Linked DNA regions of Mus musculus: all the other regions are linked to region 3. A link is a contact called in public Hi-C and promoter capture Hi-C data. All regions are on one chromosome and are shown on one strand. The core of a region is the stretch at or near the end of the contact, and the rest is flanking DNA. Distances in the headings are between cores, read along the strand shown.

Evidence for each region. Promoter capture Hi-C pulls out the DNA fragments that hold promoters and counts their contacts. Hi-C and Micro-C count contacts between places; a contact is called where the count stands out from the background.
Region 1: a Hi-C map of regulatory T cells shows a contact between it and region 3, with 12 times the contacts expected there. The contact joins the promoter of Nup153 here to the promoter of Jarid2 in region 3. A contact is called at or near these places in 2 of 484 Hi-C or Micro-C datasets (CD8 T cells and regulatory T cells).
Region 2: a promoter capture Hi-C map of pre-B cells shows a contact between it and region 3, with 6 times the contacts expected there. The contact joins the promoter of Tbc1d7 here to the promoter of Jarid2 in region 3. A contact is called at or near these places in 4 of 39 promoter capture datasets (cranial neural crest, hippocampal neurons, liver and 1 more), 3 of 484 Hi-C or Micro-C datasets (B cells, CD8 T cells and regulatory T cells) and 4 of 115 datasets of contacts at active chromatin or transcription factors (astrocytes, embryonic forebrain, embryonic stem cells and 1 more).
Region 4: a contact with region 3 is called in a promoter capture Hi-C map of liver, with 2.1 times the contacts expected there. The contact joins the enhancer-like site here to the promoter of Jarid2 in region 3. A contact is called at or near these places in 2 of 39 promoter capture datasets (liver and pre-B cells), 3 of 115 datasets of contacts at active chromatin or transcription factors (embryonic stem cells, extraembryonic endoderm stem cells and thymic regulatory T cells) and 1 of 9 other capture datasets (adipose tissue).
Region 5: a promoter capture Hi-C map of liver shows a contact between it and region 3, with 4 times the contacts expected there. The contact joins the enhancer-like site here to the promoter of Jarid2 in region 3. A contact is called at or near these places in 8 of 39 promoter capture datasets (the 3T3-L1 cell line, the C10 cell line, frontonasal cranial neural crest and 4 more), 6 of 484 Hi-C or Micro-C datasets (B cells, CD4 T cells, LSK cells and 3 more), 10 of 115 datasets of contacts at active chromatin or transcription factors (the 230-238 cell line, T-cell acute lymphoblastic leukemia, double positive thymocytes and 7 more) and 2 of 9 other capture datasets (adipose tissue and liver).
Region 6: a promoter capture Hi-C map of liver shows a contact between it and region 3, with 3 times the contacts expected there. The contact joins the enhancer-like site here to the promoter of Jarid2 in region 3. A contact is called at or near these places in 1 of 39 promoter capture datasets (liver), 3 of 115 datasets of contacts at active chromatin or transcription factors (embryonic forebrain, embryonic hindbrain and embryonic stem cells) and 2 of 9 other capture datasets (adipose tissue and liver).
Region 7: a contact with region 3 is called in a promoter capture Hi-C map of liver, with 6 times the contacts expected there. The contact joins the promoter of Ranbp9 here to the promoter of Jarid2 in region 3. A contact is called at or near these places in 7 of 39 promoter capture datasets (3T3-L1-derived adipocytes, hippocampal neurons, liver and 3 more), 3 of 484 Hi-C or Micro-C datasets (CD4 T cells, embryonic stem cells and liver), 9 of 115 datasets of contacts at active chromatin or transcription factors (the 230-238 cell line, astrocytes, embryonic stem cells and 5 more) and 2 of 9 other capture datasets (adipose tissue and liver).

What each region holds. Positions count from the first base shown.
Region 1 is chr13:46,725,181-46,729,414 of GRCm38.p6, forward strand. It overlaps Nup153 (nucleoporin 153), which reads right to left and starts at 2,669. Exons shown (of 22, transcript NM_175749.2): 1 at 2,180-2,669. The coding sequence starts at 2,293. It overlaps Gm46412 (a long non-coding RNA gene), which reads left to right. Exons shown (of 2, transcript XR_001780928.2): 1 at 1-334.
Region 2 is chr13:43,168,894-43,172,768 of GRCm38.p6, forward strand. It overlaps Tbc1d7 (TBC1 domain family, member 7), which reads right to left and starts at 2,608. Exons shown (of 8, transcript NM_001252639.1): 1 at 2,416-2,608; 2 at 909-1,054. The coding sequence starts at 1,020. Gm40929 (a long non-coding RNA gene) reads left to right here and starts at 2,929. Exons shown (of 4, transcript XR_873309.3): 1 at 2,929-2,949.
Region 3 is chr13:44,729,602-44,733,879 of GRCm38.p6, forward strand. Jarid2 (jumonji, AT rich interactive domain 2) reads left to right here and starts at 1,670. Exons shown (of 18, transcript NM_001205043.1): 1 at 1,670-2,315. The coding sequence starts at 2,271.
Region 4 is chr13:43,241,796-43,245,619 of GRCm38.p6, forward strand. The region is part of intron 1 of Gfod1 (glucose-fructose oxidoreductase domain containing 1); the gene reads right to left. It overlaps LOC115488162 (a long non-coding RNA gene), which reads right to left. Exons shown (of 2, transcript XR_003950633.1): 2 at 2,932-3,824. Among named protein-coding and RNA genes, the nearest start is that of Gfod1, 60 kb to the right of the region's middle. Within about 2 kb of position 1,921, at least 85 of the 459 cell types and tissues checked have an H3K27ac peak or open chromatin away from gene starts, as enhancers often do. A contact at or near this core is called in liver and thymic regulatory T cells, where this site is marked.
Region 5 is chr13:43,544,787-43,548,543 of GRCm38.p6, forward strand. It overlaps Mcur1 (mitochondrial calcium uniporter regulator 1), which reads right to left. Exons shown (of 9, transcript NM_001081059.3): 7 at 902-955. Among named protein-coding and RNA genes, the nearest start is that of Mcur1, 14 kb to the right of the region's middle. Within about 2 kb of position 2,260, at least 29 of the 459 cell types and tissues checked have an H3K27ac peak or open chromatin away from gene starts, as enhancers often do. A contact at or near this core is called in B cells, adipose tissue, bone marrow-derived macrophages and 2 more, where this site is marked.
Region 6 is chr13:43,524,714-43,528,805 of GRCm38.p6, forward strand. All of the region lies in intron 2 of Gm32939 (a long non-coding RNA gene), which reads left to right. Among named protein-coding and RNA genes, the nearest start is that of Gm32939, 10 kb to the left of the region's middle. Within about 2 kb of position 1,263, at least 216 of the 459 cell types and tissues checked have an H3K27ac peak or open chromatin away from gene starts, as enhancers often do. A contact at or near this core is called in adipose tissue and liver, where this site is marked.
Region 7 is chr13:43,479,580-43,483,460 of GRCm38.p6, forward strand. It overlaps Ranbp9 (RAN binding protein 9), which reads right to left and starts at 1,394. Exons shown (of 14, transcript NM_019930.2): 1 at 833-1,394. The coding sequence starts at 1,349.

The DNA of each region.
Region 1 (4,234 bases), core at 1,419-3,918, 2.0 Mb after region 3:
TTCCCAGAAGACCTAAACCAGAAGTCAAAACAGGAAATCAGAAATCAACTGAACATGATACAGGAGTCACAGGTACTGGGTGACTGCAGTAGCTAGCTCCTTGGCCTGACATTTGCTGTCCTGCATTCACCAATAAGCACCAGCCTGCTTACTCTGAGTCTAACACAACTCTTCAGTCTGCCAAGAGGCCATGGACACTTATCAAGCATTAGTATGAAACATGCCATGTCATGAAACTCCTTGATATATCCAAGATGATGACTCAGCAGTTGCTGCAAAACAACCAGTTGACAAGCTCGGCTAGTAGAGGACAATGACATCCACTAAGTCCGAGGTAAGACTAGTTACTTACTTTAAGACAGAAACAAAAGCTGAGCTGCATACTTTTATATAAGCCTAAACACTTTTTTCTTTGGTCAATTCTGCCAAAATTAAATCTGCTAACCAAAAAAGAGTTATCTTTAATTCCAGTTCAAATTAAGATGTACTTACATTTTAAATTAAATGACTGAGGCAAGAAGCTAACATGTCTTAGAACTACTGAGCTCTAAAACCATACAGCTTGAAATCTGTACCAGCTCTAAAACATGTTTGGTTTTAGTTGAATGCACTTCTCTCTCAAATTAGTTTGGTTTTTTTTTTTAACCTAAATACATTTTAAAATAAGCTGTGATCATAACTTTGGCTTCTTTCTAAATTCTATCATAATATCATACATAATATTGGCTTCTTTTTAAACTCTATCCAAGCCATCCATTTCTTTGCTCAAACTGTTTTCAAGCAATCAGAGGTGGTTCATTACTCTTAGTATAAGAGTATGTTTGCCTTAATGTCCATTGTACAGTATTAGGCAAAGTAAAACGGCCAGGCTTGTGACCTGATTTTAATCTTAAAGTCTGCTTCTGAAGACCCCGGGCTCCTCAGCATTCAGGGAAAATGGTAATATTGCAAGGCTTCCAAGCAATGACAAATAACTTCTTAGTACATAAAACACAGCTGTTTCTATTCAAAACTTTCCCTATCTTTATTTTAAAAATCTCAAAAGTGATATAATTTAACATTACCAACAAGTATTCAATTTTAGCACTAGCCAGAATAAACAAAAAGTCTACATTTAAGAGTATGCAACAAGTTATATATTAGCCCTTCTTCAGTAAGCTTAAAATATACACTTCCTACTTTTAAAAAGTGGCTTCGTTAAAGTGAGTTTTTAACGTTTTAATTCTCACAATTTTTAATAACTGAAAGTGTTCTCTGAACCAACTATCTCGTTTACAACAAGAATCGACATTTTTATAAACACCCAAAGAAGGCATACGGTGGCTTAAGTAACACCCCTGGTGAGCCCGAAATACCTTAAACTTCTAGAAAACGCCCAGTATTAAAAATATTTGGTGTATGAGATCAGAGCTGAAGAACTGGTCAACTGTAGAGAGTGGATGATTCTGGTCTTCAGTATATAGAGCGGGGTGGAGAGAAGAGAGGGAAGAACCACGCATCAGAGACCAGACGTAAGAGCGGCGAGGGACTTTCAAAACGCCTCAGTGCCACATAACTATAACTCAGTTAAGAGAGGAAAGGATGAGAAGCTAAACCAGTGTGTTCCGATCTGGAAAGGCCAAGCAGACAGACGAGGGGACCGGACTACCATTAATGATTTAACGCGTCTAAAACCGAAATTATTCCACGATATGGGTAACAGCGCCCCCTCCCCAAGTCTCTCCGGGCCGCGGTGGCAGATTAATCTCCCCGCGCACCCTGAACCCGGGAACACAAGAAAGAAAAAGCCTGCCAGCGGATGGGCCTGTTGCCACATCTTTCCCTTGTTCCCTTCGTGAGGTCGTGAGGAATACCATTTAACCCCCAAAAACCCGCCAAAAAAAAAAAAAAAAAAGAAGAAGCAGCAGCAGCAGCAGCAGCCCGAATATCCGAAGCCTGAGATTTCTTTTCCCGCCCTGTGCCCGCCAGGGAAAGCCCTTGGGCGGGAGGGCTGGGAGAGGCCGCTCGCATCCCACGTGTCTGCCGCCAGGCCCGGCCAGGCTCTACCCACTTCCCGTCGCCACCCGGGTCCAGCCTCAGGCCCTCTGGTCCCCTCCACGTGGGGCCGCCGGGTCCTCGCACCGCCCCCCAAAGAGACCGCCCGGAGCCGCCCAGTCGCCACGGCGTACCGGTCCCGTACCTGGTGTTGGGGTCGCCCCTGTTGGTAAGGCTTCACCGGCCCCTGGTGGCAACGACGAGTCCGGATCTTGCCGCCGCCGCCGCCCCCTCCTATGCCTCCGGCTTCCGAGGCCATGGCGGAGCCTGGGCGGCCTCCCACTACCGCTCCCGGGCGGGAGAGGCAGAGGCGGCGGCCTGAGGGCCTCCCCCGCCCGGCCCTAGGCGACACACAGACACAGCGAGAACCGCGAGGGAGCGAGCGGGAACTGAGAGTGCGCGCGGCGGCGAGGAAGGCGGTGGCGGCGGCTGAGGGCCCCGAGGTGGCTGAGGAGCGCCGGCCGCGTGCGGACCCCCGCGTCTGTGTTTGTCACCGTCTCTATGGAGATCTCCCGCCGAGGCCGGCGCGAGCAGCTCCGGGCGCCGCTGAGGCCTAGCTCGACCGCCCGCTGCTAGAGGCTCCTCTTCAGTCGCCCTGGCCGTCGCTGCCGCAGTCCAGGCCGCTGGCGCCGCCCGCCAACCCCTCCCCCTGTGCGCGCTGCGCCCGCCCCACCGCCGCCGCCGCCGTCGTCGTCCCTGCAGTCGTCGCCGCCGCCGCCGCTCTTGCGCCTATTACCGCTGTTGAGGCGGCCGCCCCGGTCGCGAGCCAGAACACCGTCACTCCTCCGCGACCGACGCTTTGCGTCATCACGCTGCGACAATGCGGGGGGGGATGGGTGAAGGAAGGAAGGGTTGGCCGAGCCCGCGCTCCCTGTCGTGGGAGCCTCTGGGAAATGTAGTTTTTCTGGCCAGAACGCGGATTCTCGGAAAGGCAGGCTATAGCGGAAGGACACCCACGGAGCACCGCAGAGGCACAAAGCCCGGGTCATTTGGCGGCGGTTGGCTGCTTGTTTAGATTCAGAAGGGCACTCGACACGAATACTGTAATCTCCCATTCATCAATTATAAGCCGAATGGAAGTAAACAGTAAAATCAAAGAACCATAATGCATCACAATCCGGGGGGGGGGGGGGGGAGACCGCGTTGAAATTAACCGTGGCCGCGATCCCCAGGCCAAAAACAAAGTAGGAAAGGCATTTGGCACTTGGGAGGCAGACACAGGGGAATGGCTAGTTACACATTACCCTCAGCTTCATAGTGAGATTCTGTCTCAACGAAAGCAAAAAATACAACTTCATTACTGTTTCATTAAACATATAAGGGCTTTGTTGTCAACACACACCGTGCTGGCATTCTGAGTTGCTTCACTACTTACAAACTTGACCTTGGATGACTCTACTATTTAAATCTACCTTATAAAGTTGTGGGGAGCTAGTGCGGTCGTCTGTGTAGAGAGCACCCAGTAGATTTCCTGGTATACAAGAAACGCAGTAAATGGTTGCAATTATGACCTATGCAATCAACACACATTAAGGGTGACTCATATATCCCTAGTAAACATATATTTGCTTCAGTTAATATTATAGTTAGGTGACTAAACAATGTATCCTCAAAGACCGGATACACCGTGTTAAAGATGCAGGCATTAGACAAAAGGTCTGTGTGATCATGTGGTCCAGCCTAGTCATTCAATGGACTATATGGAAACCAAGAAAATTTAAGGGGCACCATTAAGGGTATCGATTTAGAGCCTGGCTGGTGACAGACATCTTTGATCCCAGCACTCAGGAGTCAGATGTAGATGGATCTCTGTGACTTCAAGGCCAGCCTGGTCTACAAAGCGTTTTCCAAGACAGCTAGGGCTGCATAGAGAACTGACTTGGAAAAAAATAAAAGAGGGTGGATATCTAATTGGGCACTCAAAGCCAGGACTATAACCCAGGGTTTTTTTGTTTTTTGTTTTTATGAAATAAGTAACTATGATTAGGAAAAAGAATCGATTATGGAGAATCATAGACTTAATGTTCTATTAGAGAACAGCGTTCTAAAGTTTATAACTATAAAATCAAATAGATTGTTTGAATCTGTCACTTACTAGCTGTGTAGCCTTGGGGAGATTAGTGATCTTCTTTCTAAGCTTCACTTTCCTCATCTGCAAATAGAATGAATATTTACCTCAACAGGGACACGATTCTGCTTA
Region 2 (3,875 bases), core at 1,358-3,857, 1.6 Mb before region 3:
CTCACAGCACTGAACGTGCAATTTCACTTCTTAAAACCGCCTAGCTCACACGTGCCTGCAGGAGAATTCCACTGCATGATCAGCAGCCGACTTAGGAAAAGCCATAGTGGCCTCACTTCTAATCCACATCTCCTACCAACCAAGCTATCTCTGCAGCACTGTTGCAGCATAGAGATGGATTTTTCATCTACTACTACATCCCCTCTACCATGGGCATTACTTACAGAATTGGGTGGGGACACCGTGCGGCTCAGTGGTAGAGCATGCCTTAGCATGGGCTAGACCCTGGGTTCTATTCCCAGCTCTTCCAACAACAAGAAGCACTTAAGTTTGTTTTTATACTATGGTTCTGTTTTACTGTAAAAAAAAAAAGGACTTTATTATTGTTAGCTTAAGACAAATCGAATATAAATCTGTACTGAAGGATTATCTTCCACAAAAGAAAATCATAACCAGGGGTCTTGCACAGTTTACCTAGAAACCACGGTGCTATGTCTAGAAATTGAGATGAAATATATAAGCTTAATAAAAAAATAGAATCAATTTATTTTTAAATGAATTGAAGGTGCCTTATTATTTATCCCCTGGCTGCCCTAGAACTCTTCATTAAGACCAGGGTGCCCTTGGAGTCAAAGATCCCCCTGCCTCTGCTTCCACACTGCCAGGATAAATGTTTTCCACCACCACACTAAGCAATGTCTGCTTTTTACGAAGCTTTATAACAACCTTCTGCCTCTCAATGAATCTGAAAAATCTTCAATTTTCCTTAAACTACACCACTCTGATTACACACACACACACACACACACACACACACACACACCAAGTAATAAGTACTGCTTTGAGTCTTTTGCAGAAATATTTACCTGGTAACTTTGAACTAATGAACATATGCAGCTGAGACTCACCCAAACGGTCATCTTTCAGGAGGATTTCCAGTGATTTCTTTTCTTCGACACCACGAAACCCGACTTTCTCATAGTAGACTGATCGAAAGTTCCTCTGAGAGTCGTCAGTCATGTTTCATCCTTGGAGGGATTTTTTTTAGGTGAGCCTAAAACCAAAGAAAGAAGAATTGGGAAGGACATTAGGTGATTTTTCTCGGCCTTTTCAATAAGTCAAATATGATAAATTGCCTGGCCCTAAGCAAGGAGCATTAAATCTTTGGATCCACACAACCCTATCCCACCTTCCTAATGCAACTTGGCCAAAGATATAGATATGAAGATATAGGTCAGCTGCCCTCCAAGCTACTAAAATAGGTAGCACAGAGGGGGCCTCTAGGGTTCCTTCTTATAAGAACCCCTGGCACAATGAAATACCTTGTTCTCATGAATGAACAAAATACAAATGAACAAATAAGATGAATTAGAAAAGCTGGCAGGATATGTTATATAAATGGGGCTAACCAGTGGTGTGTACTAATTCTGCTTCCAGTTTTACAACTAAGGTCTCACTAAGTAGCCCAGGCTGGCCTCAAACTCTCTGCCTCCTAGGTGCGGGGGGTAAAAGGTGTGGACCACGGCTTCTGGTCCAAGATAGGTATGTTTTAAAATAAGAGGAGACATCCAAAATATTAACAAGTTATTCAGTTAGTAAAATTCTAGGTGACCTTAATTTCCTTTTTTGTTTGTTTGTTTGTTTTGGTTTGGTTTTTGTTTTGTTTTGCTTAGCTGTCCTCTCGAAAATAGGCATTTGGAGAAATTAGAAGGGGGTGGAGGGAAGCCCTAAGTCCTGCCCTTATTTTTCTTCCTATAAACACAATTCTACCAAGTTTTGTATTATCAAAATACAAAACTCCAACAGAGAAAAAGCATTAAAGTATAACCAGAAGACGGCTAAAAATCTGGCAAGAGCACTCAAATCATCTCAGAGAATACATAATTCTTTCAGAACAGTCTTTGTGATATTAATGGTAAACCAAAAGAAAAGATCAAACTAGGTTTAGTGACTAGGCACTAAAGATGCAAACATTCTTCCAAAGAATAAAGTCCTCAGCTACTAAAAGCCCCCGAGACGTCCCCAGATAACCAGGGGAGTTTGGACTTCTTGTTGGGAGTTAGATATCTGAACAGCTTCTGTTATGGGGAAGATTGCAATTCATTTTTGAAAAAAGCTATTTAGAATTTAGAATTGCCTTTAAAGAGTTCCACGGCCTCTTCATAGCTGTTAAAAAAAAAAAACCCAAAGATTAAAATGCAATCTGTAGTTTGAGGGCTCTTTTGGTTTTTGTATTTTTAAGCATTCGCTGCCCCTGTCGTCTATCGACAGCATTCCTGGGACTGCACTGTGATGGCACAGGAGTCGCCCTGAAAGATGCGCTGTCAAATCTTGCCCAGGTGACTCCACCTGCGGGAAAGGTGCCCACAACCCAGTGAAGCCCCAGGCCCCGCTCTCCCGGTATGCACGCTTCACCTCGAGTAGAGCAAACACACCCGGCTCAGACTCAGAGATCCGGGAGGCGGCGGAGAACCGGCCCGGCAACGCTGTGCTACCGGCAGGCAGACGGAACCATAAGCGTCAGGGCCGAGCGAGCGAGGGGAGCGATGCCATGAGACACCCGGCCCGGCCCTCTCCGCCTCTAACTCCCGCCGCCGGACGTGACGTCGCCCCGGATGCGCGTGCGCAGAGGACATCTGCTGGGAGTCCCACCCACACGTGGATGTTAACCGGGTGAAGCTGAAGCCCTGAGAGGTGGTAGCGGCCGAGTCTGTGCGCCCTTGAGTATCCACGTCTGTCCCTCTCACCTCGATCCCGAAACCCTGGTGATCGTCTCCCCTTCGTTCAGAGTGCTTGCTTAGGGCACTCTTCTGCCCCGTGGAAACCGGGATCCCTCAGGCGGTGTTTCTTCCACCTCGCCCGGTGGAAAATCGGAAACGAGCCTTTGCTAATCGATTGGGCTGCACTTCTTCTTCCAAACGTTCCAAGTGACCATGAGAAAGCAAATCAGTTAAGTCCTCAGCTATTAAAAACTGAGTGATGGGCAGGAGAGATAGCTCGACAATTAAGAGCACTTACGGCTTTTGTACAGAACCCGGGTTCAAATCCCAGCACTCACGTGGTGATTCACAACCATCAATAACTCCAGTTGCAGGAATTCCAAACTACCCCTTCTGATTTCTGCCAGTACGGGGCACGCGCATGGTGCTCATGCACGCAGACAAAACCTTTATACACAAATATTTAAAACTTAAAAACAAAAACTTATTGGTCCCCCAATGATCAAGGAGGGATAAGCAAAACCATTTGTTCATCGTTTACTGTGCAAAGGGGCAGTTGCTGCCATTTGCCTTTTGGCAGCTACTCAGACCTAGAATGCCAAGCGCGCAGTCAGTTAAGGCTGCTTGCTTGGGGAAGCTGCGAGCCGCTGGACAGAACTGGGGCATCCTGTGTGATTTGTCACGGAGAGCATGTTCTTTGTCCATCCCCAGGTGGCACTGAGTTGGAAGCAAGGACTGAATTAGGGAACTATTAGGAAGATATAGCTGTCTGGGACGGACTACTGATTCGTTTTTTGGATTGTTAGTGCCAATCTGGCTCACTCACATTGTAAGCCCTTCCTCCCGAGGTCTCTTCAAGTATTTTTATCACAGTAACAAGCCAAGGAGGTAACACGGCCGCAGTGAGGCGCTGTCCCCATGAGTGTTGGGAAATTACTGCAGAGAAAGCAGTACCTGGGCCGGAGAGTTAGGGATTTTTAAGGCTGTGAGTGAGTGCAGCTAGTGGTGAAGTCACATGCTGAGCTGGCTAATCTTACCTCAACCTGACACAAGCTAGAGTGACTGAAAGGAGGAAGCCTCAAATGAGAAGACACCTCCATGAGACCCAGCTTTTTCTTAATTAGTGATTGATGGAGGGTCCAGCCTATTGTGGTG
Region 3 (4,278 bases), core at 420-2,919:
AGCCAGTCAGATTTGAAAAGCAGGACCTTGAAGACCATAGGTTAGAACCAGGAAATTAGCGCCGAGGCTGGGAGCCGTGCTAAAGTTCCTGCGAATGCCCCCGAGAGCGACAGCAGGGCCTGCGATCCATTGATCTGAGCGACTGGCGAGCCTGGGCAGGGCAGGGGCTGGGGCAGGTAAGGCTGCGGGGCACAGACCATTGGGCTCTCGGGCACTCAGTGTTCGAGACGCTTCCTTACGGGCTGCCTGTGTTGGGGGGTCGGTCTCCATTTTTCCGTTCACGGTTTCACCTCGGCGTTGGGAGTCTCGGTCGCGGACAGCCCTAGTCCTGAGGGTAAAGACCCCCTTCACCGTCTCCAGGGACGGCGGGGCTTCACCTCGGAGCCACCGGCGACGGCCTAGGGTCGCGTCGGCCCCGGGGACAGGGGCGGGCACGCGGGCCGGCGACCACGAGGCCGCGAGCTTTCGCCGGGAGGCTGCCCCAGCCGCGTCTGCCTCGCGCGTGGGGTCGCGTGCGGCCGCGGGCCGGCTTGGAGCCGTGACCTCGGACCACCCCGGCGGCCGAGCGGCCGCCCGCTTGCTCGGCACACGGGCGCTTGTCCTGAGGTGACACCGCCGGCAACGGCTGAAGCAAGCGGGCGCTGCCGATCAGCGAGTTCGCACCGAGCGAGGATCCCTCTTGGTGCGTGGCCCAGTTTGGCTGAGGACCCGCTCCAACCCCTCGCTGACACCGCCCCCCGCCGCCGCCGCCGCCACGCTCCGAGGCCTTTCCCCCGGGAAGCCTGGCGGCTTGCCCTCGCGGGCCCGCGGGCGCGCTCTCGCGCGCCGATTCCTCGATTCCACAGGCGGTTCGCGCCCGGGGTGGGGGCGGGGCGGGGCGCGCGGGGCCGGGCCGAGCCGGGCCGGGCCGGGAGGGCGGCCCCCGCGGGGAGGGGACTGGGGGGCGGGGCCGGCGTGGGGAGTTCCTCGCTCCCGGACCACACGCTCCGCGGGCCAATCCCGAGCCAGCCTCTAGCAGTGTCGCACGCGGGACACGTCCAAGCGTTTGTTGGCAGGGCCCGGGGAAGGGGGAGGGGGAAGCGATCGGGGAAAAGGGAGTTGAGTGACAGGAGGCGTGGGGCACGCTGGGAATTGTAGTTCTTCGCTTCCGTGGCCATAGCCATTTTGTAGTCAAGGGACTACAACTTCCAGAAGATCAAGGGGACTATTCTAAGGTGCCCCGGGAATAGGCGGCTCTCCCCCGGGCCGGGCGTCCTGGGGCACTGGTACCCAGCTGCCCGGCTGCAGGTAGACGTGAGGGCAGTGGCGAAGGTTTGCATGCGGCGACTGTTGGGTGAGCGGACTGCGGGTGGGGGGGGGGGGGGGGAAGGGGCTGAGGTGGAGCGACCGAGCGTGCCATGCATTGAGCTAGGGAGCCTCTCTCAATTCCACGACTGGGCTCGGCGTGGGAGAGGCGCCTGACGGGCGGCCCGCAGAGGCTTCGTGGAGGCCTTTCCGGGGTCTCGTCGACGGGGCTGCGGGAGTTCTCCGCACCGGGCCGGGGCTTGTGGGCAGAGGTTAGGCAGGCGTGCGGGGGGCTCAGCTGTGGGAGTTTTCGGCTGGCGGGAGGTGGCGAATTAGCCGAGGAGCCCTAACTTGTATAAAAGCAGAGTCCATTTAAAGTTGGGCTGGCTAGCCTCTCTCTCATTGGTTAAGGGGCTTGGAAAAAAGAGACTCGGCGAGCCCTCCGCTGTGGTGCTGCCGCCGCCACCGCCGCCGCTGGAGTTGACTCTTCTGCTCGCACTGCTGCTGCAGCACAAACGTGACTTCCAACATTTTAAATTTATCTTTTCCTTTTTTCTTCTTCAAGATGTAACTACAGATCAGATACTAAGGACCTTCACGTTTCGCTGATGTAGTTTTTGGAAGAAAAAGGGGGGGAGTGAAGGGCGTCGGTTTTTTTTTTTTTCTTCTTTTTTTTTCTTTTCTTTTTTTGTGTCTGTTGTATGTTTCGGGGGAAATTTTCCATTATGAGTGTTTTACTAAAGTGAATTTTTCTTGTTTGCTTCGCTCGTCTTTGGCTCTTTTTATATTTTTTCTTTTATCCTTCTCAATTTCGGATTTATTTCAAGGCGAATCTGGTTTTGGGGGAAGAGGAAGAAAAGTCGGATTACAAGATCAACCACCACCAACAACAATAAAAACCACCAGGATATTTTTTTGCAAATTTCTGACGGCTTTAAATTCATGAAGCAATTGTCCCCTTTTGCAATCAGCATTTGGATCTCAGAATGAGCAAGGAAAGACCCAAGAGGAATATCATTCAGAAGAAATACGTAAGTGCTCTTAACAACACATCCTTTGGCTTGCAGTTTTAAGCGATGGTTGTGAATGTCAAGTTTATAGATAATTCTGCAGCTGAAAGGTTTTAAACAGCGTCCGATAAAGCTCTTTCTTTTCCGAAAGGGCTTTTCAGGCAAAGTCGTGTCTGCCTAGTTTGGTTGAGAAAACAGACTGGTGTAGAGATACCTCAAGTATATAAATTGACCTCGAATGACACAACGTTGATGTAGTTTTGGTGAAAGGCAAGGGGTTTTGGTGGAGGTTGGGGTTCTGTGTGTGGGGGCCCCCGCAGTGATCTAACTGCATTCTCGGGCGGATTTGGTCCCATATTGCACTTTGCATACAAATGAGCCTGTTATTAGTGTTATTTGGAAAATCGTGTAAGGTATGTGTGTTGGAAGCTAAGTTGCAATCCAGAGTACGATTATGGCGATCTTCTAGCACTGGCACATCATTTAATATATGTGGCCCTTTTGGCTTATCTAGCTTGCAACATGACCCAGTTGGGAATCATGTTACTGGGAATGCATTTATTGGTATTGACTTTTATAAAGAGGCTGGTTTTGGTTCTAAAGATTCATGGTTTCTAGTTTGAGGGGAAAAACATAGCTCATGTAAAAGTATATGTGTGCCTGAGTGAATGCATGTTAATACGAATAATTTCTCCCTGAAAACTGGGTTTCTGAGATTGGGTTGTGATGGTTAGGTTTGTTTTGTGCACAGTATAGCAGCGTCTTGCTTGGCATAGGGAGTGTTTTTGTTTTGTGTAGTGGCTTTTTTTTTTTTTTTTTTTTTTTTGTAAGTTTGGGGGGAGGGAGTAGAGAGGGAAACCAGGGGATTAACCAAATATGCACTCGAGTGATCCGGTGGTTAGCTGCGTATGCTTTAGAGCAAAGTACACTTTTTTCCCCCAGAAAAAAAAAAGGCCCTTGAAGATAAATAAAGAACAATGCGACCCTATGAGAAAGTTTTATTTAACTAGGGTCGATGATTTGGTCTTAATATTTTTCCTTTTTGGTTAGAGAGGAGTGTATAATGGGAGATGACCTTCTGGGCAGTGGTTTTGTTAAATGTGTACACACACACACATTTAATGGAAAACCTGAATTTCTCCCGGAGAGCTGATCCTAATCTATACACGTAAACTTAACTTGAAAGAAACGTAAGATTAAATGAAGCTCAACTTACAAAGCCTACTCCATAAGGAATTTAAGAATTAAAATACATCCGCATTGCAGTGGGCCGGGTAAAGCGCAAAGGACTAGTTTAAACTCGATGTGTAGAAACTGCATGGACACACAGCCTTGCCTTGGAGCGTGGACTCCTTCCCAGAGCATGTCTCCTGACGTAGCCACAAAGGATATGGGGTAGAACTTGGGACGAGAACCCCCACCCTATCCCGGACCCCGATAAGTTGGAGAACACCGTGGGTAGGCATTTTGTTTTTTTGTTTTTTTTTGCTGGAGGCCAGCGGACCCTGTGGAGTCTGGACATCCGGCCGCAAGCCGGCGGTGGCTGTGCGAGGCAGAGCGTGAGTTGCTGCTGCGGGAGCCGAGTCTGCTCACGCGGTGCTCCGGACGCAGCCGGCCGGGAGGGTGCACGGGGCCCACAGCGCTTTGGGCCGTAGCCCGGGCTCGGGCCGCGGGCGCGCGGGCGGCCTGTAGGGGGCAGACTCCGGGTTGTGCTCTGGCTGGGCGGGTGGGTGGGGCTCGCGGGTGGCTCGGCGTGCTGACTCGGGGCGGGACGGGCTGGGTGAGTGAGGCTAGGGGGTGGTGGTGGTGGGGGTGAGGAAGGGAAAGATGCCTCGGGCGCCCCCCGCCGCGCGTAAGGCTCAGCTCTTACGCCGCCCTGCCCGCGGGCTCCAGCGCAGTCTCGAGCAACAGGTTAAGCAGGAGAGACGTCAGCGCGCCCCCTCCCCTCCCCGCGGCCTTCTTTTGCCTTGCGCCTTTGCACCCC
Region 4 (3,824 bases), core at 671-3,170, 1.5 Mb before region 3:
TGGTCTTTATTGTCCTGGCAACAATAAAAGGAATAACATGCTCCCTCTGATGGTGAGGCAAATACCCCAAAAACGATCAAGAGGTCCACGGTGCACAAGTTGTCAGGCTGAGCTTTCAAGAGAGAGAAGATGAGTCAGGCACAGTGACACATGCCTTTAATATCAGCACTGGGGAGGTAACTCTCTGTGCTGCCAGCCTGCCCTACATAGCAAGCTCTGGGCCAGGCATAGCTCCACAGTGAGACCCTGTTTCAAAACATAAAGAGAGAGAGAGAAAGAGAGAGCAAGAGTAAGAGAGAGGATGACCCTGAGGATGCAGAAGGGCATGGTTAGAAGGGACAAGAGACTGCATGTGCTGACAAGGAGCAAACCGAAGCTCCCTATGTGTTTAGTGGCCCCATACTGCTCCATGGGTGTGCCCGTTCCCTCCCCATCCACAGCCCAACCCACCCCTTCCTTGCCTATATCCAGCTTCCCTATTTGCTCCTAATTTATTTTAAACATTGCCTTGAGAGCACAGGAGCAGACATTCCCCCAAAGCCTGGGCCTCTTCACTGCAGCCCTTCACAAGCCAGTCACCTTCTCTTTGAGGTGGGTGAGGAGAAGGAAGATGGGATGGAGGAGAAAAGAGGCCCGTGCTCTTTTGGGCTCCCATCATTTCCATCTGGTTCGGAAGCCTAGGCAAACCCAGATACCCGGGACTGGTTTCTTTGTTAAACAACAGACTTTCCCACGCTCCCCCCAACTCCACCCCCAAAGGATGCGGGAATCAGGACGAGGACTTCTTGGCATAAAGTTTCTCTTAGTGAGAAGGAGGTGCCCTGGTGGGATGCCTTAGCCTGGTTTGGCAATGCTGGACACAGGGCCTTCAGGGAAGCTTTGTGTCACAGTGTGAGATGAGCAGATGCATTAGAGGCGATGCTTTCAACCCTGTGTGCTTTATCTGGCCATTTCTTCTATAGCCTACGCCATTTTAGGTGCACATCTTTGAGGTGGAAGATCCTAGCCAGCAACAAACCGGGTGTACAGAAAGTGTCACAGGCCCAAGGGAGCTAGAGATACCCTGCATCTGGTTTACTGGACACTTAACCAAGAGAAAATAGAAATCTTGTTTTCTTTACAAGAACCCCACGTGGCACTACATTTGAGGTCAAATAGGGTTTCTGCCTTATAGAACTTGGTATAAAGAAAGTGATATGCAAATAAGCCTGGGCCGGGGTGTGGTTCAGTGGTAGAACACCTGCCTAGAATCCAGAAAAGGGCTGGAAGGTTCAGTGATAGAGAGCTTGCCTAAGACCCCACATAGAGGGGTTGGGTGCATAGTTCTACAATGAAGTGCTAGATTACTTCTATGCACAAGGCCCAGTGTCCCATTCCTCACACTTCAACAAGCAAGCAAGCAAGCAAGCAAACAAACAAACAAACAAACAACAAAACCCAGAATCCTTCACTCCAATATAGAAACTGGAGTCCTATTGACTGCTAAAACTCATACAATTACACAGGCAGACATGCCTGGGAGACAGAATAGTTGGTATGTGTACTCAACACTGAGGAGATCAATGCAAGACAGGCAGGTGGCTAGCCACCTCCCATCGGTATCACATGTCACCCTGAGGATGTGCTCAGACCCATTACACCAAGCAGGGGAAGACACCAAGGGAGCTGAGTCACAGACACTCAACTCTGAGACTAAGAACAGACCTGAGGCTGGCTGTGCTGCGGTCTGGAATATACCATACTCCTCCTTATACTTCACACAGCCTCCTGTGAAGTAGCTCCATAAAGTATCTCAGAGATGGGCCCTTCCTTTGACACCTACGTGAGACTCAAAGTCAGCAGGTGGACGTCCACTCTACTCCTGATAACGATAATAGGCTAGAAGAGTCAACCCTCCACCATTGAGCTGAAATTGAAACTAAAATTTCTGCCCCTACCCTAGACACCGATGAGAACAGAGAAGCTAGAAAAGGCCACTTGCCTAAGGCTGTAGAACCAACCAAAGGCAAGACTTAAAACCCAGGCAGTCTGGACCTGAGAGGCCATGTCTGCAGCTACCGATTAGGGACTATTTCTTCCAGGGCTGAGCTAAAACTAATGGGAGTCAGAAGGGCAGGAAATGGCTCCAGACCCCATCTGGAAGTCGTAAGCTTGTTAAGAGTTCTTTCTAGAGCTACTTGAGGGAGACAGCAGAGTCAGCAGCCCTGACTGAAAACTTCAAGACCTCCATTCCATGCTGCTTCCTGCCGGACAGATGAAACCTGACCTCCCCGCCAGAAAACCAAGCAGGAGCCGGCCTCCACGTGAGTCTGGTAGAAATTAAAATTAAGGTGATAGCGTGCTCACCAGTTGTTCTCAGAAGGAGGAAAAGAACTCAGAGAATCTGGCTCACATACACCAAGCACGCTCCAAGGGCCATGGCTGGGTTTGGGGCCCCTATTTTATTGGGTTTGGGGGGGCCTATTTTGTAGCCCTGCAAGACACAGGAAACAACTTCCTGGAGCTCATGAGGCAGGCTGAGGCAGTCTCTCCTGCTTCTCTTCTTTCTGTTTCAGTGGGGCCTCCTAGGAGCAAGTTCTGGATAAAGAAACCCACTTGCCCAAGGCCACATACACAGCCTGGGGTGTCACAGGCCCATCCTGATAGGCATACACAGTGCAGAGATCCAATGCCAGGGAGCCATAGAAACAGGTATGTGTGGGGCTTGGTGTCCCCAATACAACACCTGGTTGATCTTTCTGCAGCTCTTCCTATGTCGTGTAGTCTTGTAGGCCACAAGAAGACTGGAAGGCACAACTGGGACTCAGGGCTGGCCTGTTCCCAACAATGACTTAGTATCTCATTCATCCTGGGGCAGCCTATCAGGTTCCCAATTCTTAACCATCTTTATGACTCTCTCTCTCTCTCTCTCTCTCTCTCTCTCTCTCTCTCTCTCTGTGTGTGTGTGTGTGTGTGTGTGTGTGTGTGTGACATATAAAAACATATATAACTAGATTGCAAGGTTCTTAAGCATGAACTCTGTATTCTGTAAAACACAACTGTTATGCCGAAAGGCTGGAACTTAGTCGGACAATGCCTCTGGTCACTCCAAAAGGTGGACACGGTTACAGCAGAAATCCCTCTGAGAACCCAGAAGCAGAGGCCTGCATCACTGGAGAGGCAGTCCTTGAGCTAGGAACAGAGCTTATGGGCGAATGGAGACTGGGCGAGAAGCCGGGGGACTCAGCCATTTGCCAAATGCTTCAGATTCTCTTCAGGTTTCTTTTGCTCTGGAAAAGGCTGGCTGTGTCCATTGGGAAGAGAGCATCGTCCTAGTGGTTGCAGACAAGCTCGTTCCGTTATCTGCATCTTGAGACACGCCCCTTCACCTCTCTGCCCTTCCATTTTTGCCTGTAAAGCACTGTTTATTTCACAGCTGTGAAAAGCAAAAGCAAGGTAAGGCATCTTTCTGTAAACCACGAAGCAGTTGGCGACACCATGATGTTGTGTCCTGACAACCCACTGGGCGCAACAGAGGTGACAGAGGACTGTGCTATCCCAGTCTTTGCAGTTGCCTCTCTAAGCCAAACTTCCAAGGCCACACACTCATTGAAGAAGCCACAACTTGAGTTTGTCTCACACCTCCGAAGAGAGAGGACATGTCTGCAGAAGGGTGTGGCTTTCAGAAAAATCCCAACACCTTGGCAAACATTTGACAAATGGGAGAGGGCAAGTGAGAAGATCAGAGAGAGCCAGGAAGAGTTTAAAATGTGATGATAAAAAAGTAAATAAGAGATGGAGAGACAGCTCAGAGTTAAGAGCACTGGCTACTCGCCCAGAAGACC
Region 5 (3,757 bases), core at 1,010-3,509, 1.2 Mb before region 3:
AGAAATGAAACAAACCAACAGCCCATCACTGGTCTTGCCCTGTAAGAGCTATCCAGAGACTCAAGGGTGATGACCTCCATGAAAAAGGTTTTGAGAACCAGAGACTGCTTAAGCTGCTGTGGCGTTAGGAGGCCAGACTGGCCTTGATGGTACTGATGTGTGGTCCCTGGCTAGCCCCTGAAGGGGACGGTGGACTCAAAAGTTCTGCCGACACATGAACACGGCCTTAGATCTGACAGCGACAGTGCTGTCTTGATACTATTTCTAGTCACATTGTTCCAGGCTGTCTTCTCGCACAGGTCAGACATCAAGTATTTTATTAACATGAGGCACAGCTACCAGGGGCTGATTTATGTCCTTCTCCAAACATAAGGCAACTCCAGGCAGCACATCTAACCCTCAGTGGGCACTGACCCTGGCTGTTATCCTGATGCGTATAAACACTGAGAATATTTTACTAAAAATTCAAGCACAAGTAGTTTCTTATGGATACCAATGTGGGCAAATAATGAGGAAATGAAGCCATTCCAGAGAAAGGTCCTCTTGTCTTACAGATGATCTGGAAGCACAGGCCCCAGGCAACACAATATGGGTATCACCCATCCCATAAGCTACAGACACACTCTCCTGCTAAGCTATGTAATATATACAGAAAGAAACACACACACACACAGACACACACACACACACACACACACGCATCTTTAAAACATGATACTAAATTATGCACATAAAATTGTTATTCATGGTAACTGGTAACTCATGCATATATTTTACAAAGAAAAAGATCCCCAACTAAATGTGCACATCGTCCTGTGACATGCCAGACGTTGGTTAAAAACTAAGCACAGGGAGAGGCAAAGACGAAAACAGTAGCAGAAAATCCAACCTAAGTCCTTACCAGCGACACTATTTCAGTCCTCAGTTCCAGCATCTTCTTCTCGTTCAGCGAGTACTGAAACAAACATGCGGCATGCTTAGAGTCTCATCCATTCCTTCCGGTGCCTTAAACACGCAGTCCTCACTGTGTCCTGGAACATCTAACAGGAGACCGACACCCTGATCACTGTTGCCCGCCTGCTCTTTCTCTGAAGTTTAAGCTTCTTATATTCACTGACTGTGTGGCTGGCTTAATATCACCCGGGCACAGCTAGAGTCATTGGGAAGACGGATCCTCCGTTGTGAGAATGGCTCACCAGGCTGGCCTGGGGGGCGTTTTCATGATTGATGTGGAAGGCCCAGTTCACTGTGTTGATGGTTGGGTTCTCTAAGAAAGCAAGCTGAGCAAGCCATGGGGAACAAGCCAGTAAGCAGCATCCCTCCATGGCCTCCGCATCAGCTCCTGCCTCCAGGTCTCTGCCCCGACTTCCTCCGATGGTGACTACAGGCTGTAAACGGAAATAAACCCTGTCCTCCCCAGGCTGCCTTTGGTTATGGTGTTTCTCACAGCACCAGAAAGAAACCAAGGCATTGATGGTGTGGTGTGTGGCCCCTTTCCACTTCTCTTCTCTCTTTCTTGTTTTATTTTATTTTTTTAAAATCTCTTGGCTGTGACATCACTGGGTCCTGCCTACGATTAGAACAGCATTTCTTGAGTCCCATGAATATGGGTGTAGATCTATGTGCCTTCGGGTTTGGAAGGGCTGATAAAGGGGAGGGGCACCATTTAATTTAGGAATGATACTCCCATAACTACAAGTATGACAGACATCACTGACATTTATAGAAGCAGTATAATATTGGGAAAAAATAGCTCAAGAAATATAACTCTGTAACAAGATATATTACTGCTGTAAAGAATAACATGGATGCACGAGACCCAGCAAGGCTTCCCAGGCTGTCTTAACAACACTCAAAAGAATCTCTGCTGTGGGAAACCGCAGCCCAACGTCCCTGAAAGCTGTTAGCTATTAATGCTAGGAAAAAAAACTTAGTACTGCTCTGTTGACAATAAAATAAAAATCAGACATGTTTCCATAGTAATGAGCATTAGTATCTAACTTAGCAAAGGGCAACCTGTACAACCTGTAGTTTAAAGACAACAATGTTATCAGGAAAAATGTTAGATGCCCTTCAAGTACCTAAAAATTTATACCTATAAAATATTGTCTTCAAACTACTGGAGCAATCAATGGAAAAATGCAGTGGTCAGAAGTAAAAACACGCCCCCGAACTCTGGAACCCTGAACTAAGGACCAGCCCGTGACCAAGGAACCTAGCTGATTACATAAGTTGGGTTTCAGATCAGTGCAATTCCTCAGATCACCAGCAGAGGGCAGAGTGCAGTGTGCAGCAAATACTCAGGGAAAAGAAAGGCCTACATCTCCACAATGTCACAATTGAAAAAAAACCACATATCTGTGGCTCTATCTCCTGGACCTCTGGACCAGCTGTAGAAATCTGCTGTAAATATTACCACAGCCTATTTTTTTGTTGGCTGTGTTGAGTATCAAGCCCAGAGCTCTGCACATGCCCAGTTAAGTGCTCTTCCACCGAGTCACAACCTTAGTCCTAATTTACCAAAAAGATAAAGAATTCCAATCCCTTGTCTGCGTCTGCATTACGGAGCTCAGACATTTATTAGTGGTGCCACGCAGCCCTGCCTTGTGCTTCAGGGCACTGATGCCGGCTCCCTCCCTTGGTAAATCCTCTACTTTTTATGCATCTCTACTCCCTGGAGCTCTCCCAGTCTCTGAGATATATTTCTTTCCACCCCGGTTCTGCACAACCACGTCACTACCTTCCTAAACCAAGTGAATTACAGCAAAACCTAGCAAAGAGTTTCTCTTTTAGACACTAGTCAAGGAGTTCACGGAAGCTTTCTATAGGCTACGTGACTAGATCCTTGGGACCCCACAGCATCACGTTAGAGACAGCCATTATTCCGGGTAACAAAGCTCAGTGTAACCGCTGAAATGCAAGGCAGTTCAGATGCGATCACACACTTGTCTGAGTTCTAGCTTCAGGCATCACTGGGACATAAGGACTGAAGACGAACTCAGCAGTGACCAGAGCAGGAAGAGCTGTGCGGTTTCCTCTGCATGGGAGCCGTGTCTTGCTACTGCAAAAAAAAAAAAAAAAAAAAAAAAACAAACAAACAAACAAACAAAAAAAAAAACGCTCCACACGCCCTAGCCTTCTTACGCCACAAGTAACAAAGGTACCTTTAATGTTACTCAAGCTAAGGAGGGTCTGAGCAAGAAGATGGGAGAACTCAGACAGGAATAAAAAGTCAATAGAGTGTGGAGGGGTACTGTAGCCCAGGGAAAGAGAGTGTGTGTGGGGGGGGTGAGGGGTCGGGGGTTCTGTGTCACTGGTATCACAGTAGAAAGTATGAAGCCTAGAGTCTGAGTCTCAGAACTGCGAAAAAGCTAAACAAAACAAAAACCAACCAACCAACCCCACCAGAATAACGCAACATCTATCTATTGAAACACACAACTACTCATATCATTTAAAAGACAATGTAGAAATAAGCTTTATCAAAGTTCAATGTAGAATGTAATATGATGGTAATATTACCTAAGTCATAAAATCAGCTAACTTCAGTTAGGGCTGTGGGGATTAAATCAGCATTTAATAGATTACGACTGAGTGTAACTGTCTTATAAACATCTGTGTAACATACACTCTATTATCTTTGAAATAAAAGTTTCAAATTCTGTTTGACGTTTTAATTTAAATGTTACTTGTGAAACTAAATTTAAGTCCTGATCTAGAATGCAATTAGAATTTAAAATCAAGTTGTGAACTCTTA
Region 6 (4,092 bases), core at 13-2,512, 1.2 Mb before region 3:
TGTGATAGGCAATGTTTTTCTTTCTCATTCCGTCTTCCTGTCTCTCAAATTGGCTATTGATTCCCAACGAGTAGAAAAGCACAATGCACTTATGGCCCCGGTGGATACTGGCACCACCAGGAGATACTGTGTTGATGCTCTGTTTTGATGGACTTCCAGCATAGGAAATACGGGAAAGGCACCACTATCGGGACCTTTCCCCTGTAACTTGGAAGTAGGACACCATCAGCTCAGCGAAGTCAACACATCACACAAGAAGGCCACAGCAACTCCTGGAGCCCGAGAGAAGCAAAGCCATGTGCACACACATTGTGAAAGGGTACTTAATATTCTGCGTGACTGGGTTGGGAGCTCCCTCAGCCAGCCCGGTGAGCTGTCTCATGTTGGTTTGGCAAACGACCTCGGCGGAGCATGTGACATACACACTCAGCTCCATGCAATCCACCCCTGCTGGATTCTCGACCAGCTGCATCTTTTTCTGAAATGTGGCCAGAGAGAATGTGTCTAGAGTTATTGTTGATGGCTCTTTAATCCACTTCGTGGAATAAACAGAATGGAGTCTGACAGGCCTGGTTTTCTTCTCAACATATACTGCCCAGTCTAATGGATGGGGTGAAACTGTCTCTGCTTTCCCAAAAGCCAGGCAACTTCCTTCCTTGTTTTCAGCCCACGATAATTCAGCCTGCTTTTAAACTTCAGTGTGTATGTGTGTGTGTGTGTGTGTGTGTGTGTGTACTGCATGCTATGTTAGAAAACAATCAAAGTTAATCCACATGAAGTGTTGGTCTCTCTTACTTCACTGGCTCCTCCTCAGTTCCCTTCCCCAGAGGCCACTGTCTCAGGTTCCTCCCTTGTCCTTTCTGTGGCTCGGCAGAGAAGAGAGGCTTCGAGTTCTGAATGGCATTTTTATACGTTCAGCTCAAGTGGCTGATGAAATGCCTTTTTCCAAATCACACTCTCCATGGCAACATAGCTCTGGAACACACACACACACACACACACACACACACACACACACACAGACATATATATTGCCCCACGCCCGTCATCCTTTGAAACACAAAATGGAGGGGAAATGGGGCAACCGAGGAGCGAAAAGAAGGCACACCATCGCAGTCAACCGCGGTGGTTAGTGGCTTCTCAGATGCTTCCAGACAGCTTTTTATACAGAAATAGCTCCGTGAGAGCAGCCCGGCCTACTCAGACTGCAGAACAGAGAGATCCCTGGAACCTGCCTTTGTGTAACTTTCCCCTGGAGCTCAAGTCGAAACACATCTGAGCTTGGTAGGGCTGTGTGCCATTACATCAGCACACAAACAAACAGCTGAGCTCCCCGGCTCGCCTCCTTCTTTCTCCCCAGAACCAGCAGCCTTTTTAGTTTGCACCTGTTTTCCCCAACCTCAACACCACCCAGAAGTGGGAAGCCCTTCAGGTTTTCCATCATGGGGTTGAGTAAAAATCTAATTCTCACACTCTAGAGAGGAAGAATAAATACAGAGTTCTCTCTCTCTCTCTCTCTCTCTCTCTCTCTCTGTTTTGTACATTTGACAAAACTAAATTTGGAAAAATCCATTTTTTGAGGCCATTTTGGAACTAAGCGATGAATTAATTTGTTCTCAGTTAGAAGGTCTATTGGTCACGGGGACAAAGGTAGCTGATAGGAGTGGCAGGGTCACTTCATAAGTTGCGCTGGAAATTCCTTGGAGCTGAAGCCTGAGGGAAGGTGTGGAGGAATGTTTACTTAACCCCTGCATTAGCATAGACAACGGTACATTGTGCTGGGGATTGAAGGCATGACCTTGCACTTTCTAGGCAAGTGCTCTACCCCCTGCCCCTGATGCAGAAGAAAAAGCACACTCTATGTTTTAGTAAAGGGGCTGGGGAAATAGCTCAGTTAAAAAGGTGCTTGCCACACAAGCGTAAGGGCCCAAGTTCAATCCCCAGAACCCACATCTCAAAGGCCACATGTGGTAGCAGGTGCTTGTGATTTCAGTGCTGGCGTGGTAGAGACCGGTGATTAGCTAGGGCTAGATGGACATCTGGCAGAGCCTAGGACTTGCTGAGTCCTAGGTTGTGAGAGATCCTGTCTCATAAAACCAGGGTGGCTATACCTAAGGAGCAATAGCCAAGGATGCCCTCTGGCCTTCATAGCCATGTGCACACAAGTACAACTGCACAGACAATGCGGAATTGAATTAAAAAATACCCCTCGACACATGCTTTCAATTCCAGTTCTCCAGAGGCAGAGGCAGGCAGATCTCTGAGTTCGAGGCAGCCTGGTCTACAGAGTGAGTTCCAGGACAGCCAGAGCTATACAGAGAAACCCTGTCTCTAACTCCAAATACTCTACCCCATCCCACCACCCCCACCATCCCCCCCCCAAAAAAGAAAGAAAGCTAGGTTTTAATATTGGAGCCAATATGGGAACACCAGAAAAGGGCTGCTTCTATCCTACAACAGACAATCTTAGTCCTGATAAAAGAAATAGTTATTTGTGTATACGTTTTGGAATACCTGGAAAGATCAAGTTCCAAGGACATATTTCTTTGTCTTCTGGCTAGTGCCTGGAGATCCTCCATTTGTTGGGAAATATTTGAATTCTACAATCACAGAGAAAAGTATTGAAAGATCCTGACAAAATGTAAAAGGTCACAGAAGCCCTGAAATTGGCAAGATAGATGTCATTGTTAGCAGAACTAGCTTCACTGATTTAGAAAAATAGAGGTGCACAATGCTCTGGCCACTCCTTGAACCCATGTGTGTGCCCACTGATGAAGCCCATTGCCAGGTGTTTGTGATATTGGTTGCTGGGATAGGGTTGGAAAATCTCCCCAGCCGGAACCAATCCGGAGTTGCTACACCTGCACCAGACTCTCTCCTTGTACCCCTCCCATACCCATTTCTTGAGAATAGACATTGTTTAGATCTGGAAATCCCCTACTCCCACCTTCTCCTTTCCCCCCTGAGGGCCTATAAAAACTGGGACCCCTTTTTCCTCGAGGTCAACTCCTCTACCCCTGCGTGGGATATGAGTTGTCCCCTGAGTTCTGGCTTTCCCCGAATAAAGCCTCATGTGGTTTGCATCAAGCTTGGTCTCTTGTGAGTTCTTGGGTGTCCGCTATTGCCTGAGGCCTGAGCGAGGGGCTCCTCTCGGAGTCTTTCAGTATAATATGCAAATTTCTGTGAGAAGTACTGTACCCATAGTGCTCATGTCCACAGCACTTAGGTGAGAGCAAAGTCTTACACCCTCACTAGGCGTGACTGTAGATGGCTTCCTTTAGTCTCTGTGGGGCTGCCCCATCCCCACCGCTGTCCCAGTGCCCCTTGCCTCTGTGCGCTCATCTATGCTCTAGTAGGTGGGTGCCTTTCCTCTCTCATAACCAGATGCTGTGTGGCCTTTCTAAGGCCAGATGAGGAAAAGCGGTATTGTGTCTGCTCTGGCCTCTTAGAATGCTTGTTCTAAAGAAATTCAAGTGGCACATCTCAAAACAAAGACAAAAACAGGGATAGGGAGGTGGCTCCATCAGTGAGCGCCTGTGCCACAAATGTAAAGGCCCGAGGTCAAGCTGAAAACACACATAAAAACTGGGTGCAGCCGGACGTGGTGGCACATGCCTTTAATTGCAGCACTTGGGAGGCAGAGGCAGGCAGATTTCTGAGTTCGAGGCCAGCCTGGTCTACAAAGTGAGTTCCAGGACAGCCAGGGCTATACAGAGAAACCCTGTCTCGAAAAACAAAACAAAAACAAACAAAAAAAACCTGGGTGCATACACCTGTGATCCCAGGGCAGGGGAATCAGAGACAGGGTGAATCCAAGGAGCTTGGTAGTCAGCCAGTCTGGCCAATAGGTGAGCACCAGGTTCAGTGAGAGACTGTTTCAAAACTTAAGGTGGAGAGGGATAGAGGAAGATACACAACATTGATCTTTGATCTCTATACCCATGTGCTTCAAGTACGCAAGCATCTATGCATATGCATGCGCACACCCACACACACACACTCCTCTTGGGATGGCAATGTTGTAAGAAATCCCAGGCTGTCGTGTGGCATGGTTTTGTTGGGAAATAGATGCTTGATCAACCCTTAGCTATC
Region 7 (3,881 bases), core at 144-2,643, 1.3 Mb before region 3:
GTTCAAACTGATACCACTGCATTTTTTTCTTTGCCCCTTCCACACAGCTAAACTTGACGTATGCCATTAATCTGAGCTACATTTCAAAAACCCCTTACTGGCATTTATAATCTTCTATACAACCAGTTTGCTTAAAGCTTTGTTTTAACCTAGGAAAAAGTGGGGATGGGAGAAAGCAGCAGCCTAAGGTGGTTAACTTTGTTAACTGCAGGTGCAAAATATAAGCCAGTTTTGGTTTTTTTTTTTTTGTTTTTTGTTTTTGAAAATGCTAATCGGTATGTTTTAAAACCCTTGTTTTCAACAAAACTTCATGTAACACCAACCCGGAAACACGGGGCATTTCCAATCCGGAGGGGGGGGGGGTCTGCTCCCCGAAGAAAACAGGGAATCCTGAGGTTCCTCTCCCAGTTGCTTTCAGTAAGGTGCAATGATGGCCAACTTGGGCCCCTTGTCCTTTTGTCCCCCTAGACAATCTCTGGCCTAATTTGGGACAAATCCTCCACTGATCACGCCTCCCTCCCCCTCCTGTGGATCTCTGTTCTCCCTTAATTAGAAACTGTACCTCGGAATCGTGCCTCTCACCCCTGCTGCGTAAGAGGAGATGGCCTGACCCTCCACCTGGAGAACAATGTAACCCAACTCCGGCCCATAGATTTATCTCCAGGAAATCAGAAGGTGCGATGTGTCTGGTCATCCCGGATTCCCTCAAAGCGTCCAGCTCCGGGCCTAGGGATCCCAGCTCCTTCCCACCTGGGACCCCACTCTCACCTTCCCTCGCCCAGAGCCTCGCCCCGCACCGTCCGATCTCTCCGCCGGACCCCGCGCCCCGTACCTTTGTAGTGCACCCGCAGGTTGTTCTGCGAGAGGCCGATGTAGCTGAACTTGTCCTTCGGGCTCCAGGACCGGGGCAGCGGCGTCTCCTGCTCATCCACAGCCGGGTAGAGGCGCTTCAGCCGCCTCTGCAGCTCCTTCTCCTGCTCGTTGAGGGCCGAGTCGCCGTGCGGGAAAGGGGCAGCGGCGCTGCTGCCCGCCGCCAGGCCCGGGACCGGGACGCCTGCGGCCGGGCCGGGGCCCACCGCCAGGCCGGGCGGCGCGGTGGCGGGGGCGGCCGCCGAGGCGGGGGGCGGCGGCGCGGCGGTGGCCGGGGGAGGCGGCGGCGGCGGCGGCGGGTGGAGCAGCAGGGCGGCCGCTGCGGCCCCCAAGCCTCCACCGGGCGAGCCGGCCGGGGAGGAGCCGGCGCTGGCGGCCGCGGCCGCGGGCAGGGCGACTCCGGAGCCCGGGGCCCCGGCGGCGGGCGGCGGCGGCGGCGGCTGCTGTTGCGGCGGCGGTGGCGGCGGCTGCCCGGACATCCCGGCCGCGACTCAGCCTGCGGCACCTCCACTCGTCCCTGCTTCCTCCTGCGCTTCCCGGGGGCGCTGTCGCTGCGGCCGCCGGCACCAGGCGCCCAGAGTCCGCCCGCCCCGGAAGCAGGCGGCGGGCCGCGCGGCCCGGCGGAGCGCGGCGGTTGAGGAGACCGACCGCGGGCGGGCGCGAGGGAGCGTTGGCCAGGCGCTGGCGGGCACGCGACCGGGAGCGATGCGGTGGGACAGCGAGGGGAGCGGGCGGAAGGGCGCGCGGCCCTGGGCGACGCGGTGAAGCGGGGAAGAGAGACTGCGAGGAGGTGCGAGCGGCCGCGGCGGCCGCTGCTCTCGCGGCTGTTTCCCGGCGGGCGAGCGAGCGGGCGGGCGGCGCGAGACGCTGCGCGCGGGCGGCGCCAGGCGAGGAGGCGGGCCGCGGCGCGAGGGGCGGGCCTGGTGCGCGCGCGGACGGCCTTCTCCGCGGCCTGGGGCTCGCCGGCGCGGGCGAGGACGCGGGCGCGGGTTCGGCCGCGGGCCTCCGGTGGCTGCGGGATCCTAGCTGCGCCGACCGGCGGCCTCGTCGCGTCTCGACGGGCCGTCCCCCTCAGCCGCCGGGAGGCCGCAGCGCGCCCAGGCGAGAGCAATCGAGCCCTGCTGCGCCGCCGGGAGCTGAGCCCGGGGTTTCTAACGCCTTACCGCCTAGCTAGCGGGTCAATAAAGGGCCCTTGGAAACCATTTCTGAAGGCGAAGTCTCCCGCTTCATGAGTGACCCTCTCGTTAATTAATTAATTTATGAGGAGTCCGAGTGAACTTAATGGGGGAGAAACAGCCACGTTAGGAATACCAATCAAGACGGGCAGATCGTCAAAGGGCAGGAATGCGAACTGTGTGAGCGTTTAGGAAGGGCTTCTGGAGACAGACGTCAAAACATTTTATAAGCTCATTAATTCTCATCATAGGCCTCTTTGTTAGGTAGCAGAGAATTATGCCCATTTTTTTTTAAACATGGAAATATTTACTGAGGTCAGCAGAGTTTTAAAAAAGGAGACTTCCTACTTTGCAATTCTCAGTAGAGTGCTTGGTCAACCCGTGTGGCACAATTTGCCAAGTGTTGCTCTCTGACCCCCACATAGCATTACTAGTCTGTTTTCGGCACTTCCCTTTGTTTAACCTACCCTTTCCTTAGCCCGGCAAAAATCAGGCTTCACTCCCATAATCTACATGGTACAGATTCCGATGCTGTGTTAGCTTCCGGAGATGATATGCTGGCTCTGATTGGACCGTATAAGCATGGAATGGTTGGTTAATAGAGAACTAGTTATTTTGTTTTTGAAGCGAATGGGTCAATGGTGACTTAATCGAAGACTCCCATGGACATAGCGCCTAGCCAGTTGTAGCAGTCCTTCTGCCTAATTTCCATCTTAAATTACCCACACTAGACACTCCATTGTTCATTAGTAATAAAATGCCCCATAACTCTAACCTCGGCTCTACATTTTTTTTAACAAATCACAGCATGTTTACATGACGCCACTGAATTTAAAAAACACTAAAACTTTCGTTTATACTAAAATAAAAGGAGTTCAATGGAAGCCATGTTCTACATATTGGTAGCCAAGATGGACCCCACGGGCTCCAAGCCTCATCAAACAACCTTGACATTCATTAAGATTTTACACATGGACTGGTGAGACGGCTCAGCAGTTAAGAGCACCGATTGCTCTTCCAGAGGTCCTGAGTTCAATTCCCAGCAACCACATGGTGACTCACAACCATCTGTACTGGGGTCTGATGGCCCCTCTGGTGTGTCTGAAGACAACTACAGTGTACTTATATAAATAATAAATAAATAAATATTAAGAAAAAAAGATTTTAGTCATGAAATTTTTCTGTCAGGGCACTTAGAACTTTTTACATACCCTAGGCACTGTTAAGGGAATGGAACCTTCTGAAACCTTGTCAAAATCTTTTTCTTGGAGAAACTGGTTGTCCTCCAGTCGGTGTCAACAGATTAATGAACTGTAAGGGAACATTGTAAAACGGCACTTTCCCACATCAGCAGAAGCAGAGAACCTTTGGGGATATCAGTGTGGTAGATAAGATAACCGTACCTTTTGACTTCTCCGTTCAAAAAATTAAAAACCAGACTCCGGAGATGGCTCGGTTGGTAAAGTGTTTGCTGTACAACCTTGAAAACCGGAGTTCAAGTCCCGATTAAAAAGTGGGGTGCGGTGGCCCACACTTGTAATCCCAGTGGAGAGACAGAGACAAGAGCGTCCCTGGGGGGGCTGGATGACAAGCAAATCTAGCTTACTGGGTAAGTTCCAGAACAGTAAGAGATCCTGTTTCAAAACCTAAAGTGGATAGCTCCTGAAGAAAAACACCTGAAGCCGACTCTGGCCTCTCTATATTTGGGAGCACACACACATATGCACACGCATACCCTTACTTATTAATAAGCAGAGAGTGAAAAGTAAAAGCCGAGCAACAAAAGGGAAGTGCGGAAATATTCATGGTAAGGGAATGCATGGAAGTAACTGAAAT